2 separate regions of the Rattus norvegicus genome follow, and region 2 is linked to region 1. A link is a contact called in public Hi-C data. All regions are on one chromosome and are shown on one strand. Each heading gives the region's core, a stretch centred on a gene start, on an enhancer-like site or on the middle of the called end of the contact. The rest is flanking DNA. Distances are from core to core; before and after follow the strand shown.

What was found. A called contact is a pair of places that touch in the nucleus more often than the background predicts.
Region 2: a Hi-C map of hepatocytes shows a contact between it and region 1, with 1.8 times the contacts expected there. The contact joins the promoter of Ccn1 here to the enhancer-like site in region 1. A contact is called at or near these places in 3 of 12 Hi-C or Micro-C datasets (the A7r5 cell line, the Rat2 cell line and hepatocytes).

What each region holds. Positions count from the first base shown.
Region 1 is chr2:236,995,785-237,001,586 of GRCr8, forward strand. All of the region lies in intron 25 of Col24a1 (collagen type XXIV alpha 1 chain), which reads left to right. Among named protein-coding and RNA genes, the nearest start is that of Col24a1, 130 kb to the left of the region's middle. Within about 2 kb of position 3,802, at least 2 of the 93 cell types and tissues checked have an H3K27ac peak or open chromatin away from gene starts, as enhancers often do. A contact at or near this core is called in hepatocytes, where this site is marked.
Region 2 is chr2:237,221,831-237,227,681 of GRCr8, forward strand. It overlaps Ccn1 (cellular communication network factor 1), which reads right to left and starts at 3,859. Exons shown (of 5, transcript NM_031327.3): 1 at 3,612-3,859; 2 at 3,078-3,291; 3 at 2,392-2,736; 4 at 2,056-2,270; 5 at 900-1,862. The coding sequence starts at 3,674. The coding sequence ends at 1,560. It overlaps LOC102553018 (a long non-coding RNA gene), which reads left to right and starts at 3,891. Exons shown (of 4, transcript XR_352105.5): 1 at 3,891-4,319; 2 at 4,618-5,851.

The DNA of each region.
Region 1 (5,802 bases), core at 2,552-5,051:
TGTTAATATTCACAAATATCTTGGTAGATGTAATTATTCCTGTTCTATGCTTTAGAAAGCTAGTATCTCTGTCTATCGGAATAACTTGTCATGGTCCAGGAGCACAATGGTGAAGTTAGGGCTAAGAGGAGTTTTCCCTAATGTTTCCAGATTATATCCTGGGACCACTGGGCAACCAGCTGCAGACTTCCAATTGTGTCCCTAATCAACACCTGCTTTTACTACACGGGAGTACAAATTGCACACCACAATTTCGAGAAGGCAGGTTTCTCCAAAGCCACAGCCTATCACCCTTGAAATGTAGCAATAGTGTTGTAAATCTGATTTAAAAGCCATTACAATGTACATACATTGTACTATGTCTATGGAGGCACAAAACATGATAAGAGAAACCTGGTGTGGTGGAGACCACTTGTTAACACAGCAGGAGGACCTGCAGTTCAAGGCTGTCCTCAGCTAGAATGGACTAGAAAAGATCCCATCTCCAAAAATAGAGCGGAAGAGTGACTAACACAGGGCACCAAAGGGCTGGCGTGGTGAGCCTCGCTGGTCCCTAAACAGTGACTGCACCGATGTGTGAACTGCTTTGCTTACACATTGCTGTGATATTTATTCTTCCCACCTAGGAATGTTACCTCTATTTTCATCTATTTAAATATTTTTATCATTTATAAAGACGTGCATCTCACTATTTTTTCTTCAGCTTGAACCTGTACTTCTGTGTCTTAGAAGGATAGCATTTTTTTGTGTTAACTGTCTCTGTGTGCTGTGTGTGTGTGTGTGTGTGTGTGTGTGTGTGTGTGTGTGTGTGTGTGAATGCACCCATGTGTACATGTGCCAATGAAGGCTAGAGTCACCAGATCTCCCCAGAGCTGTAGTTTTGCCAGCAACCAAAAACAGGTTCTGAAGACTAAACTCGGGTCCTTTGTAAGAGCAGGATGCAGGCTTTTCAGCCTCCAGAGATATAAAGACTTTTACAGCCAGAGAAGATGGAACTTCAGTCTTCACTTACGTATCTGTCATCCATACGTACCTACTGAAAAAGCTTGAGTGCTAGACACACCATTAAGGTAGTTTCTGGTGTAGATAATGACAAAATAGATATCCATAAGATTTTATTGAAAAGTCTGTTCTGGTACATAAGACACTCTAAGAAAAAGAAGTAGAAGGTCTTTTGGCATGGCCCATGAGGACATGTGTGTTGATTCGAAGTTTCTATTTTTGGTTGAGAACATATTTCCATTCTCTCAGGTGTGGGTGTTGTGGTGCGCATAGGAGCTTTTGAGGAGACGATATTCTAAGTTGTCCGGAAAGGGTCTAATGCTGGCATGTCTGTTGGAATGCTGTTCTAATGGTCTTCCCTTCGAGCTGTGTTTTTGTGTACAAAGTTTCATCGATTGCTGGTACATTGTATCTTCTTTTATATACATATGTAGCCGTCAGCACAATGGTAAAGGTGGTGGGTTTTGGTGAAAATATGTAAGACAAAGAATGTGTTGGTCCTTTTAGTTTAAGGAATTAAGGGACTCGTGCACGGAAATAATGGAAGGGTCTGGGATAAGGGAACTCCTTGGGAACTCCTGCTGAAATGACTTCGTTGACAGAATGTGATGGCCAGATGACAACCTGGGGATGGGCTGGTGGAAGTAGCCATGCTTCTCCCTTAAAAAAGAACCCATGACCTGTGTGACTCGTGGGCTAAACTCCCCACTGTTCAGGCTTATAAATAGCATAGAGCAGGGGTCAGCCAGCATTTGTGTAGAGAGCCAGTAGCTGTTTTTAAAATCCTGAGCCATATGGGGCCTGTTGTAGTCTCTCAGCCATGATGCTGTACTGTGAACCCAACTACAGATGACAATGAATGAATGAGCTTGGCTCTGTTTCCAGTGAAACTTTATTTATAAAAACAGACAGCTGGCGGGAATGGGCGGCAGGCTGGAGTGTGTCTCTTCCCGCTCTACAATGTTTTAGTCGTTCCAGGAGGTGGCAGCTTTACTGTGTCTGCCTTATGTACACCCTGCTTCGTTAGTCTTTTGTCACTAACAAAAAGGCACTAAACACAGGTGTGGTTTCTTTGGGTCTCAGTTTCAAATCCAAACACTCATTCAAGTTAGCAGGCAGGTGGTGCTGCCACCATTCACTGGTTGGTTTTGTTTGTTTCTTCTTTTGTGCTGGTTGCAAACAAAATGAATTTATTTGCTTTTTATATGTGTCAAGTCGAAGGATGCAACCGGAATTTACCATTTTCCCTCTAACGCACACTTGAGATTATTACCAGGAAGCATTTCTAACATTGACGAAATATTTTCCTTGTGTGTTATATTTCCCACTGAGATGAGGTATTTTGCATTTGGGCTCAGCCTTGCTTATAAAATGTCTCTCTCTCTTTTTTTTTTACCTTAGCATAAGATTAAGCCATACAAGGCATGATCATAATACAAGAAAGAAATGACTGTGGCTGGGCGTAATCTTTCTCCTCTTGGCAAATGATGTCTTCACCTTTCAAGGGAGCTATCGGGGCTTCTCTGGACTGTGCTTTAAAGGCACCGTCCCACCCTTGGGCTCTGAGGTGTCACAAGATCACTCCAGTAATATTACAAAAGCCCACGGTACATTATGAGAGAACTGCAGAGAGATTTCTCAGTGCCAATGAAAAAGGAAGTCTCGTGAGGACATCTTCCTCCTTCCGTCTCTTCTCCCTTTCCTTCCTTATTTTTCTGAGACTTGAGGCAAACACATAAAGGTTACTTATTTGTCTGTGTAAATACAACGTGAGGATTTCCATCATTTCAGTATTTTAATTAAGAAACCATTAACCAGTTTGTGAGATGCCTTCCTTCTACAAATATCTATGATCATTTGCATACTCAAGGGAGAGATCAAACTGATCTGGACACTGAACCCACTCCAGAGACCTCATACAAGACTAGGATGACAATCCAAGCGTTAAAGGGACCATGAACTTAATGGTCCCATCTGCCTGATGCAGAAATTATCTGTAAAACAGTTTTGGGTGATCCTGTGGATCCAGAACACTGGATAAAATTCCTCGCTAGAAAAGATTATATATATCATTCTTGGGTGTTGAAAATGATTTTTAATGCTTTTTAAATATGTGATACTGTTCTTCCTTGTGGTTAAAGAGAATTTTAAAGCTGGATGGTGTAACAAGAGGGACCTTGTCCACATGTTTTTCAGAGTAGAAAGCTGAGATCAAACCTGGTTCAATGACTTTCTTCAGAACTTAGATGTTAAGCTAGAACCAACGTCTTGGCATTTGTAGGTGGCGTGGCCTACTGTCATCCCCCCAATTATCAGCTACAATGATTAGTTAGTAGGAGTGATGGAAACTTGAAAGAGCAGATTTCTCACACTCTAGTTTGGTCTTGGATAGAATTCACAAAATTCACATTTCCAATCAGGATTGCCTGAAAAGACATCCAGAACTAATTTTGTTCTTCATATTTGAAAAAAAGAATCCTCTGGGCTTATAAGTGCACATCCCTCTGTGTGAACGGGCCTGCTAGTTATTAGTCTCAGGGAGACCGCACAGTGAGGAAAGTTATTGCAACACAAGTGTCACTGCAGGGGAATTTCCTTTATTTCTCATCCAACTTTCTTTAAAAAAAAAAAAAGTAGCCTAAGTTGAATAAAGATAGGTGGCCGCCCTCTGTTGACGTTCACGTTATCACCTTTGATCGATTACCCAACAGAGGCTCGCCATTCGCCACATGGCCAGGCAAGCTTGGTGCAGCGTGAAGGTCCCTTTCCTCTCGTGTTCCCCAGGCATGTGACTAGAAGCATCCGCTCGGAGGACACGCCATGCACAGCCTCCTGATCGTTGCCAGAGCTGCCTGGCAAAGGCAAAGCTCCTCTCTGAGCTTTCATTTCATGACCGCACATTTGATCCTGGAGAACGAGGGTCAGGTAGTTGATGGGGAAATGTCAGAGCCTGACATTTCCACTTGGATACTTGGCAGACCATCAAGAGACACTTGGTGGGGGACCTTAGGTATCCACATGGCAAGAGGCTGGAGTAGAAACTATGGCCCAAAATACACCTGCCCGAACCTCAGGAACCTGTAAAATTATGAAATACCTGTCTATAGTCTAAATTTAATTGACCATAGAAACAATATGCATTCTTCAGTGTGATACATAATATTATGCTTCAAAGTATTTTGTTGACTAAATAAAACAGTATCTATTTTATGACATTTTAATAAAATGCTCATAAATGTAGGATTTTTCACAAAATCATTTTTCTTCGGTTGTTAAGCAATGGGTACAGGTAGTGTATCATCAGTGCCTAGAGACCTCAAAGTGTCAAATGCTCATGTGTTTGAATGCTTGGTCCTCAACTGCTTAGCATCTTCTTGAAGGCTGTGCAGCCTTTAGAAAGTAGTCTTTGCTGAAGGAAGTGGTTCACACAGGGAAAGTCTTATAGGTTATACCCAGCTGTAGTACCACCATCTCCTCCTCTTCCTCCCCCTCCTCCTCCCCCTCCTCCTCCTCCTCCTCCTCCTCCTTCTCCTCCTATTCTACCTATAGGTCCACCAAAAAGTAAAGAGTCCAAGTCACACTTTCCCAATGGACACTGCCATGCCTTCTCCTCCAAGTTGACATCCTCAACCAAGAGCCAAAGTATATCTTCTATTCCTTTCATTGTTTCCTATCATGTATTTGGTCATATCAATGAGAAACAAACCTTACCCAGGTCCCAAATTAAATTTTCCATGTACATTTTATTTATGCCATGTAGGTAAAGTACCTATGTAGTCAGGTCCTGTACCTACTCCCAAGCTGCTACCATATATACCAACTAAGCCTTTTATTCTTTAGAGATGGCCTTTTCTGTCTATAGCAAGCACTCCAAATCCCTAGGTGGCATGTGAGTACAGTCTAGTAATTAGAGAGGAACATGAAAATCCCAACTAGGGTGTGTGTGTTCTTCAAGGGGAGGTGCATGCTGGAGGACAGTGCTAACATATGATGAGAAAGGACAGGCCGCTCCTCTAAGCAGGAAGAGTTAGGGTCTAATAGCTCGAACTCTTCAGGGACCTCTGTCTAGACATTCCCCTCACAAGGGTCAGAGTCTAGTTTTTCCTGAATCAATTTTCTATTGACCTCAGCACGTTAAACTCGCCTCTGTTGGGAGTTTAAGCTTCTCTGCAGTTTGGTCAGTGTGGTGAATAAATCAAGAACTTCATACGGTTTTCTCTGCCCTCTTACTGTTGATCTCTAGGTAGTATATGACTCATCGGTGTGTTAAGTGGGCAGCCTTCTCGTTGTACTCTCGTCGAGCCTGGATGTAAGTCTGTCTGCTGAGGCCTTAACCTGGAAAGTGCTCAGGAAAGAAGCAATGAGTCCTAATGTATAGAAGAGGGTGGGTGGTTTGTATTTGTGGTCACCCCTTCTGCTTTATTCAAGGTATCCATTGACTTAGTCAAAATAAAATTATTATCTTCTGTATTCCGGAAATTAGGCCAAACACAAGAGATCAAGGTGCTTTATAGCACACTCAGACTGATAAACTTAAAGCCAATGGTGACGAATTTAGAAAATGTACTAGACAGACAGACTTTTGTGCCACTGTGTCCAAATACCTGAAAGAATCATTTAAGAGGGTGAACTCTTATGTTGGCTCAACCGTGTAAAAAGGCTGAACCCATGTATTTGCGCCAAACATCACGGCAATGGGGGGACTCTCTGGGGCTGTTCTTGATATCTGGGTAGACAGCAAGCAGAGAAGGCAGAGGGCAGGAAGAGGCCAGAGTAAAGTCCACCCCTCAAGACTTCTTC
Region 2 (5,851 bases), core at 2,609-5,108, 230 kb after region 1:
CGCTTTCTAAAGATGTAGATTTTTCTAACACAGGCTACTGGCTTTTCTTCACACACATTAATGCGGCTGTCTCTGCCTCTCCTAGACCCACAGCCAGCCTCTTCTCTTTTAGGAATGCTCCATGTCTAGCCTTTGACCTCTGGATAGCCCACTCTATCTAAATGTCCTTTCGGCCATCAATATGCTGTATACTATTAAAAGGAAGGGGGTGGGCCTCCCTGGTCCTTTAGCGACTGGAAAGCACTCGAAATTCCTCACATTCTTGCATTTGGCAGCCTGTTTGCCCAATCACTGGCTTATTAGGATTAGCACAAGTCTTTGCTTCAAGCTCATCCACTAACAAACCAGCCACCCAACAGGTCCCAAGAATTTTCCCCCCTCTTCTGATACCGGCCAATGGTAAAATATTAGCAGTTTCCCTAATTTTTAGATACACTTCAACCATGCAGCTATGGTCAAAGGTTATTAAAAGCTTCCCCACCTCTACTTGAGTGACACACAGAAGCCCCCTGAAGCTAAAATAAGAAATAACAACCACACTTGTCCAGAGTAATGGGGACTCGTAGGCTTTCATTTCAATTCTTTCTTGTAAAAATAAATCACTGTTTTAAATTAGCGATTAAATTTTCAGCTTCCTTTTTACGCTTCATAAAAGCCCGCGTTCAGTACACTTTGCTTTCCTAACTGGCGGCTTTTATGCCACCATTGTTCCTTAAAGATTTGCAACAGCAGCCACTGTCCTAGCAGTTCACTGTTAACCCAAGTAGGGCATCTAGAGTGGTTCTTGACACATAGTAGGTCCTGGGGGTGGGGTCCTGTTGGAATGATTGACAAGAACAATTGTTTCTGATAACTTGAATGGCTTCCGAAAATGCAGAACACCATGCACCCAAGATATTAGGTAAATATTTCTTTATTAAATGATTAATTTTATAAATAAATTCTCTTCACTGATATAAAATTAAAATCATTTACAAATTATTCCAGTATTACATTTCCCCATCCCTCCCCGAAAGCTACATTTTGATAAATAAAAACATTCAATCTTAGAACACCTGGTTTCTGTTTGCAGTTTAGAGTGCAGGTAGTAGCCTCAAGGGCACTCACAGAGTGTCCCCCGCCTCCACTGGGGAAGGCAGGAGAGGCCTTTCATTTTACTTCTGTCAAAGGACAAGCGGGGCTTTCACTTGACCCAACTAGTCTTATTTTATCTCTATTACAATTGTAGAACCAAGGGGGGAGGGGGAGAAATGGAGCAAAAAAAAAAAAAAAAAGAAAAAAAAACACTTAGCAAAATAATTTACAAACAGAAAACAGAACATCATCTATAAACATGCTCCAATATGAAGCGTACGTAACCCGGGCTCCAGTACTATGAAGCGAAGTATTCTCCAACTGCGACTGCGTTACTGTCCATCCATAGCAGCAGCCCCTACGGCAGTTTTGAAACACCTTAATCCTACTTGATGATGAGCAAGGCACTGTTCGCCCACCGTCTGCCCACGTCTCCACGATGCTCAACACCTCTGTCCGACCCACACTAGAAACCCAGGAGACCTTTAGTCCCTGAACTTGTGGATATCGTTGAACAGACTGTAGAGGCGAAACGACGCCTCGTTGGGATGCGGGCAGTTGTAGTTACACTTGCAGGACTGAATCATCATGACGTTCTTGGAGAACATCTCGCCATCTTCGCACCGGAACCGCATCTTCACGGTCCTGGTCTGCAGAGGTGTGCAGCACCGGCCGTCCACGCAGGAGCCGCAGTATTTGGGCCGGTATTTCTTCACACTGGAGCATCCTGCATAAGTAAATCGGACTGGTTCTGGGGATTTCTTGGTCTTGCTGCATTTCTTGCCCTTCTGGAAGGAAGAACAAAAGAAAGAATGAGATTTGTTGGGTTTTTCTGGAGGTGTACATTTAACCACCGCATAGTCTTGGGCTAGAAAAAGACAATTTCTTTTCAAATATATCGTGGACTTTTCTCTTTCTTGAACAGAGGCTCATATCCCACCCACCTGTGGGGTCAGGGTTCAAGCCTTGAAAGAAACTTACTTTTAGGCTGCTGTACACTGGTTGTCCACAAGGACGCACTTCACAGATCCGGGTCTCTTTCACCAGGCGGCACTCCGGGTTGTCATTGGTAACTCGTGTGGAGATGCCAGTTCCGCAGCTCTTGGAGCACTGGGACCAGGACGTAGTCTGAACGATGCATTTCTGGCCATGGGCATGCAGGGGGTTGTAAAGGACTCGAGGTTCCGTGCCAAAGACTAGAAAGACAAACGAAATGGAAGACAGCTTAGACCGGTGCAGACACACAATGGTTTCTACAAAGTTGCAGCCCAAGAAAGCATTTCTGCACAGTGTCTTAAGGACTGGGTATCCACTTACCAGGAAGCCTCTTCAGTGAGCTGCCTTTGCCAATTGCGATTAACTCATTGTTTCTTGTTAACTCCACCTCCGAGGCATCGAATCCAAGGAGGTCGTCCTGGTCGTCCAGGGAGTCCTTAATGCTGTCTTCATCACAGACCCATTCCTCACAGCACTGCCCGCTGACTTTCACCAGCCGGGGGTTGGGACAGCCCAGATTGGGGAGAGACAGTTCTTGGGGACACAGAGGAATGCAGCCCACAGCACCGTCAATACATGTGCACTGATGTTTACAGTTGGGTTGGAAGCTCTCCCCGTTCTGGTAGATCCTGGAGTTATATTCACAGGGTCTGCCTTCTGACTGAGCTGTAAAGACGACCGAAAGAGAGAGGAGAAGGTTAAGATTCGCCGCCACACGCTGAAACTCATACATATTTTCCGCTGTTCAACTCAATGTATGGTAAAGTTCCCTACAGTTCCCCCGAGACTCCAGAGCTGAACAATAAGTTAGTCAGGAATCACTTTTCCGTATGCGCTTTTCGTTGGGCCCAGACACTCTGAATTGCATTCCAGACTGCTGAAATCATGTGCCTTTCTGCCAAGCTACTATCAACAAAGCGTCACCATACATGGTCTCAAAATTACTAAACTTCTGGACGATGGGGACTATTATTTTTTTTAAAGGGGCCAAACCACAAGCCTCTTACCTCTGCAGATCCCTTTCAGAGCGGTGGAACTGGCGCCGAAATTGCATTCCAGCCCCTTGGTGTGGTCGCAGGGCTGCGTTTTGCTGCAGTCCTCGTTGAGTTGCTTCGCGCAGACCTTACAGCAGCCGCAGCCGTCCCGGACCAAGCCGACTCCCGGGGCGCACTTGGGCGCCTCCAGAGGGCAGTGGCAGGCGGCAGGGCAGGTGGAGAGTGCCTGCAAGTGGGAGAAGAGGCGCGTGAGACTGCTTTGCATTGCTCCGGGAAGGCACCTAAACCACCCTGAGCGTAGGGCTGGCTGTGGGGCTCTCTGTTCACCAGGAGTGTCTCTATCCCGTCCCGACACCCCGGCCACTCCAGCGGCTGCGCCCCAGGAAGAGGCCCCCTGGACACGTCGTCCGAGCGTAAAGCAACAGCTCCCCCGGAACTTTTCAGTCTAACTTTCCCTGCTGTGAAAGATTAGGGCCCGGGGAAAGGGATCGGGAAGGGCGGATCGGGAAGCGGTGGTTTAAAAAAAAAAAAAAAAGTCCAACTCACCAGCCTGGTCAAGTGGAGAAGGGTGACGGCGACAGCGAGCGTCTTGATGGTGCTGGAGCTCATTGTGGCGCGCAGGAGGAGCCGGGGCGAGCGTGGCGACACGGAAGCCAAGGAGCGGGCGAGCAGCCGGATCGAATGCGCCCGGAGTGCGGTGAGATGAGGGCCGAGGCGGCGGGTGTCCTTCTCTCGAGGTGCTGGCGGAGGAGGCGCAGAGATTGCAGGCGCTTCTCTAGGGCGCTCTCGCTCACGGTCTGCCCCGGCACTGGGAGCCCGCCCTTTATAATGCCTGCCTCGGCGCCGCGTGTTGCAGTGACGTATGCGCTGTCTGCGCGTTCCAGAATTCTCAAACATCTCAGGAATGTTGGTTGGCGCGGGCTGCTGCCAAGCACCTCCCCTGGCTCCGTTGCACCTTTCCCCCCCTCCCCTTCTTAGATTCATCAGAGAAAAAAAAAGTTATTTTTTTTCCACTTTAAATAACAACTTCCTTTGGGAAGGGCGGGATGCTTGGGGCGCAAGGGTTCTGATTTTGATTGAAGAGGGTATCTCGTGAGTGTGTTGGGGGGCGTGGTGTATGTGTTGGTGGGAGCATTTCAGATCTGTGCCTAGACATGGGAGGGCGGGAAGACCTGAGACGGCGGAAGAAAAGTGGTTTTGTTTGATGCTGCCTACCCGGGAAAGCAGCGAGCTGCTTGCTTGTTTACAACCAAGGTGAGAGTAAAGTTATCTACTGAGAGGCCAAAGGGGAGGGGGAGTTGGTTTCTAAGCCAGGGATCTATTTGTGGACTTCAAAGAGCCATGCTCGGATCAAGTCCCAAAGTTTTGGCATAATGTTTATTAGCCAAGGAAAGTGTATTGCAAATTAATACTCGGAGTGGCCTTTGTGAATGGGGGATGGGGGGAGCTTCCCTCTTTGCTGGCAATTTTCCAGCCTGAGGTCTTCCCTCATCCCTCCCCCTCTTTTTTTTTTTTTTTTTTTTTGGTATGTTGTACTTGTTTGTTTTTGGAGGTTCCCAGTTTTAGTTCCAGCCCACTGCCTGCGTTGGAAATCCAAGAGGAAACGAGTGCAGAGTTCTCCCGGAGCCTGACGTCCACTTCCTCACCGATGCAGGAGGCCGGGTCAACCCTCCTGGCCTCTCTCCCCGGACTGGCGGGGCGGTGGAAACTAAGCAGCCAAACCAGAAACGGAGGAGACCACCGTGGAGTGATTTGTCCTGAAATCATCAGGTGCAAAAGCTGCCGGGACAAAACAGAACCCAACAGCTTTGGCTAGATGGAAAAAAAGACTTGGTGTGTTTGCAGACACCGTCCCACCAACCCTCCCGCCCTTGTATGTGTCTCTCTGTATGTATATGTATGTATGCCTCCCTGTCTGTGTGTCTGTGCTTGTGTGTCGCTTGTGTGTCTCTGTGTCTCTGTCTGTCTCTGTCTCTCTGTCTCTCTGTCTCTCTGTCTCTCTGTCTCTCTCTCTCTCTCTCTCTCTCTCTCTCTCTCTCTCTCTCTCTCTCTCTGTGTGTGTGTGTGTGTGAACTTGTGTGTCTCGGTGTTTAATTCCTTTGTTTTGGATCACTTGGAAGCCTTCCATTTCAAAGGAAGTGCAATGGCTCTCTCCCCAAGTTCCGAGACATGAGGGATTTAGAGGGCAACAATGTAATAAAGGACGTTAGTTTTAAAGATCTTATTAGACACACAACTGAAGACACCCCCTAGACCCTCTTCAGTATTACCCGTGCCATTCATAAATTTCAGAAGCCTCGAAATCTGTCTTCTGCAATTTTAAAAGGAGATGGGTACTAGATTTCCCCATCCCTTTAATGGTCTGGGGTAGCTTTTTTTCATTTTTAATATGTAGGGCCTCCCTGCCTTTGCCGCTTAGCGATCTTGCTCAAGAGAGCCTTGTGCACTGACTGTTCTAAGAATGACTCTGGTGAGAAGGAAGAGAAGCGCACTCGAATGAAGACAGCTGTTACTGGAAAGAGTTAAGTTCATTCATTCAAAAGGGCCCTTTCGTAAGTCCTAGAGGAATTTGCCAGAGGCGGTAGGATCTTGAAGGCTTTCTGGGGGTGGGGACTTTTAAAGACAATGGGTTGTCAAGTGTTATGCAAATAACGAAGGCCAAGCCGAGGCCTTGTCCCGCAGGCCAGCCAACTTATTAGCTAGAGAACTGTTCCGCTGGCCTTACAGTTCATTGTTTCCATCTTTGGGAAGCGGCGGGAGGGTAGGGGGTGAGGGTGGAGAAGGCG